Linked DNA regions of Mus musculus: region 1 is linked to region 2. A link is a contact called in public Hi-C data. All regions are on one chromosome and are shown on one strand. Each heading gives the region's core, a stretch centred on a gene start, on an enhancer-like site or on the middle of the called end of the contact. The rest is flanking DNA. Distances are from core to core; before and after follow the strand shown.

Region 1 (2,716 bases), core at 77-2,576, 420 kb after region 2:
GACTTGAAACAGTCTGCACGACCATATCTTTGGGTAGTTATCCTAAGGCAGAGGTTCTCAACCTGTGGAACATGACCCCTTTGGGGATTGTATAGTCTATATTTTGCATAAAAGATACTTACCTTATGATTCATAACAGTAAAAAAAACTACAAGAAGGTTGAACAGCATATGAGATGCATTCAGATTTTGGTTGAAATTTATTTAATGATTAGGAGGATTAAACATCTGTTCATTTACTTATGAATCAAATATTGGTCACATACAGAAATATCTGTTCAAATTGTTCTTTGACTTTACATTTAGAAGCACAGTAAAGAACAAATTCTTTAGGTTGATGGTGTCTGAACTCTGATTAGTCTCTAAGCAGCAGAACTAAAAGGAGCAGGAGGCCGTCTCAGAACACCCTTCACTTGACACTTGCCCTAGTGTGTTAACCTTTTATGTTGATGAATCTTCTTATTTTTTCTTTGCTAAAAAAAAATCATAAATTTGCTCATAATTCAACAGTGCAAAGTCAAAAAGACATAAAAATGTAATAGGTTTGTCTTAGGGTTTTACTGCTGGGAGCAGACACCATGACCAAGGCAAGTCTTATAAACAACATTTAATTGGGGCTGGCTTACAGGTTCAGAGGTTCAGTCCATCATCATCAAGGTGCAAGCATGGCAGCATCCAGGCAGGCATGGTGCAGGCAGAGCTGAGTTCTACATCTTCATCTGAAGGCTGCTAGGAGAAGACTGGCTTCCAGGCAGCTAGGATTGGGGATCTTAAAGCCCATGTCCCAGAAACACACCTACTCCAACACATCTCCAAATAGTGCCACTCCCTGGGCCAAGCATATTCAAACCATGACAAGGTTAAAATTGTAAGCCCTTCCCTTGAAACTCAACAACTCAACTAACTACCTTCCTTACATACTTCTGCCGTTCCTGAGTTTTGTGCATTTCTCTCATTAGCTAATAGGCAGAGATACATTTTTTAAACACAAATATTTTTCCTTAATCTGTCTTGGAAACTGTTCCATATTAGCCTGGTGATGGTTCCATATTAGCCTGGTGATGGTGCCACCAGCTCCTTTGGCTTTCTAGACATCATCTTACCGTGTAGCCTTAGCTGGAACTTGCTGTGTGAACCAGACTAGGCTTGAATTGCAGCAAATCTTCTGGCAAGCCTCCTACCGACCTCTGTCTGCTGTGTGCTGGGATAACGGATGTGAGCCACCACACCAGGTCCCGCGTTTCTCTTCTTAACATCTGAAAGTGTTCGGTTCGTGGACGTGGCATCTTCTATTCAGCCACATCCAAGGTCTATTCTCTTGGATGTTTAGGCTCCCCAGTGTCTTGCCATAATGAATGCCAATATGTTGAATAGCACTGTATTCTTAAGCAAACTAAATGGGTGTGTCACCAGAAAATTTGGAGAATCCCAACTCAGCCTCCAAATGATACCAGGAAAGTGAGGGTCCCTTTTTGAGATTCTTAGTCTCATTAGTAACAGAGTTTAAGAATAGACTCTAATGGAAGATTGAGCCCAATTTATTAGAGTCTAAAAGGAAAAGCCTAGAGCAGGTAAACTGTCAATCTCACAGTTGCCTAGAGGTGGGGGGAGGGAGGGGAACGGAGGCATAGTATGGAAAAGAGAAGGAAAACAACAACAACCATATTGTTTGAAAAGAGGGGAACAGAGGTCAGTCACATGGTTGGAGGGGAGCTTTAGAGAAAGAGTAAGGAAGCCCAGAGTTGTGGAAAGCCGGTACGTGCTGCGAGCAATCGCATGTGTGCCGCCAGTAATCTCTGAGGAGAGCTGTGTGTGCCGCGAGCAATCGCCATTATAAGATGGCGTGGGCCTCCGCTGTGCCTAACTAGTAAACAAGCTTTGTACGCAGGTGCAAGAGTGAATTCACTCCTAGTCACTCCCATTCTCGGGGTGTAATAGTGGGGTGATGGGCAAGCAACGAATCGGGAGCTGTCACGCCATATCAGGTGCTGAAACGTCACGCTGCGGGTTATAAAAGCAGCGCCATTTTCCCGGTTCGGAATCTTCCTGAGAAGCAAGCAATAAAGCTTTTGCCGCGGAAGATTCTGGTTTGTTGCGTCTTTCTTGCCGGTCGAGCGGGACGCAATACAGAGTATTGAGGAGACCACAGTGGGCTCTGACCAGCATCCGAAAGAAAAAGACAGACGAGATGGGTGGGGTGGGGGAAGTGGGGATGGGAGTGGGGTGCAGACCCACAGGAACCTCACAGGGGCTCACAGGGTTGCCCCTAGTGTGGCAAAAATTCTGGGAAGAAAATCTATGTTATCCTCAGAGGAACCCTCCCACCTAGGGGGCGTTTCTGCCTTGTTAGATTAACTGGAGAAAAGGTCACTCCTCCACCTAGAGATAGAGTCCCGTGTTTTATTACAGCAGGGAGACAGCAAGCCATTTGTTAGCGGTAAAGCTAAGCGAAGTTAATCACCTCACCTATGTTTGTGTTCCTCACAAGTGTTAATAGCATTAATTCTCTCTCCTCTCTCCCTGCCCTTCTCCCTCTCCCTCTTCCCCTCACCCCCGTATGTGTGTGTGTCTGTGTGTATACATGTGTGGGCATATGGTGTGTGTGAGTGCACACATGTACCGCGGCATACTTGTGGAGGTCAGTGGCCAGCTCCAGGTGCCTGGATTCCACCTTGCTTGAAACACAGTCTCTTGTTCCCGCTCTGCAGGCCTGGCTA
Region 2 (2,737 bases), core at 45-2,544:
TATTTCTTTTCCTTAAATGTTAGAGAAGGGGAAGAGCATCTCAGAAAAAGAAACTGGGAAGAAAGCAAGCTGGCTCAACAGCCCAAGCAAATGATAGCTATCATTCTCAGGAGGGAATTGCTGATCTGGCAAGATTCCTGGTAGCAGCCAGATGAGTAGAGACAGAGAACTGCTGTACTTAGGGAATTTTCAAGGTTCTTATCCTAAGTAATTTTTGCCCTGTCTGTATGTTGCCATTCTGGCTTAGGGACATTCTAGTGAGAAAGTGAATAGAAACAAGACTATCTCCGCTTGAAAGTTAAATGACCCTTTAAAGATTAACCGTTCAAGGAAAGCAGCTGGTCTTCTTCATGCTTTTCAAGGTTCCTACTCAACTTGTCTGTACATAATATTAGTGTGAGCATCTACAGTGGGCTGGGGAAATCTGGTCCATTGCCTGTGACAAGAATAACAGAATTCAGTCGAGTAATTCCCCTGTGTTAAAAGGCTATTGAAACTAAATGTCAATATTTATTAAATCCTTGCTCTGTGCCAAACTTATGGTTTCATCTCTGAGTGTCTTGGGACAGATGGATAGGGAGTACCAGTTGTGATGGTTCAGAAGCCAGGCACTGTACAGGGTGAAGAGAGGCACTGGGGGCCTTAAGAATCAAGAGAAACATTGGGTAAGAAGGATTCTGCATTGTTGTTGGATGTGTGTATATGGAGAAGAAGGAGAAAGTGTCCTGAAAAGGGGACACAAGATTCTCGGTGATCTAAAAGGACAAAGTGTCTGTGCAGAAGTGGAAGGAGAATGAGAAACAAGGTTAGACACAGCACCCCAGAGGCCATCTTGAGCTTTACAGGGACCAGCTTCCTGTTGACGTTTGACAGGGAAACATGAAAGGCTTTAGGGAATGCAGATCCTCAAGGGCAAGCCCTTTGAAGAAGACTGTGACTTTAAAAGTCAGAGACCTGGCATCACAGAGGCAGCTGATGTAGGGACCTAGTCACACTGAGCTAGACTCTCCTATGAATGTTTTGTTTGCTGGAGACTGAAGCTTGAAACAAGGGCCTGAGAACTGCCTAAGATAGGTGAACGCAGGCTTAGTTGTTTGAGGTTACTCCTTTGATGGATTGCCGTAATTGGCCAAACAAACTCAACAAACTGATTTCCTGGAATTTACATTACAGGTTTTCATTCCTTTGCCACAAAGGCCTCACAGGCCAGAGCTCCTCACCATCTCTGCCCACAGGAGCCACCAGCATCCAGAGCACATCCGGGTTGCTGAAAGATTAAGCTGTACATTTCTCATTCAATTTCTCATTCATTCTTTTTAGACCCACACAAGCTCTGTCAGTTGGAAATCCTGCCCTGGGGAGTAGACAACCCACAGCTAGCTCATTAACAGGTTATCTGCGTCATTGTGTCCTTTTTAGACTGTGAATATTAGGAATAGTCTTTTGAGAAGAAAAAATCATCTCAGCTTCTATTTGGTTTCTCTTTCTTTTTTTTCCCCATCTCAATCTTCTTTTACCCCTCATGGTTACAGCTCTTCTCAAGATGGATGCCCTATCTGTAGAGTCCAGAATACCGTGGGTATTCACTTGCAAATATGTACAAATTCAAATTCAGATAACTGCACTTAAATGAGCAGTTCCCTACCTCTGCTCACTGGGTGGACCCAGCACTTCTCTCTGCCCGATTTCCACTATAAGAGCTTAATTGCTTTCCCCCTTTTATTCCAAGAGGCATTTCTGAATTGGTTGTCCTCTTGGCTATTTCAAGGTCAAGGCTGCCTATCAGGTACTTGCAGAAATGCTTTGGTGAATTTGTTTGCTGTGTTTCTATGGCTTTCAAAGCTATACCAGGGCAAGCAACCTGAACAGAGTAAGGGCTGAACTGTGCTAATTTCTTTCCATTTCCCAACCAAAGTTGCTCTTTTCTTTCATCCTTTCCAATTTTGCCATAGATCAGTAGAAATTTTTAGCACATAGTAGGTTCACACTGAATGAATAAATGGAATTGCCAGCAGTGTTGTCAAAAGATGTACAAAAGCAAACTCACATTATTTTTCAAGTGAGACACCATTATATTTTAAAATAAATTTTCTTTCTGAAATTTTCCTCACAGAAAAGATGTAAGGACAGTGCAGGTCTCCTGAGGTTTCTTGCTGTCCATAGCCATGGCAGTTTAATTTTTATTTTTTGATTGTTTATTTCTTTTTATTAATTTTTTCAATTTTTATGTAAGTATATATTAGTACACTAAGCATGTTCCCCCTGAAACCTCCTTCCCCGGCCTTTTCTTGTCCCCCTGATGGTGTCCTTTGTTCCCTTGGACACTTCTTTCATGTCGTATGTGCATACATGATAATGTATAGCATATAAAATCTAAGAGCTGCAAGTGAGAATATATGCAACGTTTGACTTTCTGAGACTGGCTTATGTCACTCTAATGTGATTATCTCCAGTTGCATCCACTTACCCACCAATGGCATTCATCTTTATGGCTGGAAACGTTCCTTTGTGCATATATACCACACGTTTATAAATCCATTCCTCTGTTGCTGAGTCCTACTTTGTTCCATCACTTAGTGGTTGTGAGTAATACTGCAGTGACTGTTGATGTGCATGTGTCTCAGTGCTATGTTGATTGCACAGTATGTAAATGCACAGAAGTGGTGTATATATACTTCACGTAGTGATGATGAGGTATCTTGTAGACTATCCTACAAAGTGTGCTTGCTGGTTGTTT

Evidence for each region. Hi-C and Micro-C count contacts between places; a contact is called where the count stands out from the background.
Region 1: a contact with region 2 is called in a Hi-C map of embryonic stem cells, with 4 times the contacts expected there. The contact joins two enhancer-like sites. A contact is called at or near these places in 1 of 39 promoter capture datasets (cranial neural crest), 2 of 484 Hi-C or Micro-C datasets (the N1E-115 cell line and embryonic stem cells) and 1 of 115 datasets of contacts at active chromatin or transcription factors (embryonic stem cells).

Annotation. Positions count from the first base shown.
Region 1 is chr6:34,190,300-34,193,015 of GRCm38.p6, forward strand. No RefSeq gene overlaps it. Among named protein-coding and RNA genes, the nearest start is that of Gm32533, 5.5 kb to the right of the region's middle. Within about 2 kb of position 1,327, at least 11 of the 459 cell types and tissues checked have an H3K27ac peak or open chromatin away from gene starts, as enhancers often do. A contact at or near this core is called in embryonic stem cells, where this site is marked.
Region 2 is chr6:33,768,542-33,771,278 of GRCm38.p6, forward strand. The region is part of intron 11 of Exoc4 (exocyst complex component 4); the gene reads left to right. Among named protein-coding and RNA genes, the nearest start is that of Gm13853, 220 kb to the right of the region's middle. Within about 2 kb of position 1,295, at least 19 of the 459 cell types and tissues checked have an H3K27ac peak or open chromatin away from gene starts, as enhancers often do. A contact at or near this core is called in embryonic stem cells, where this site is marked.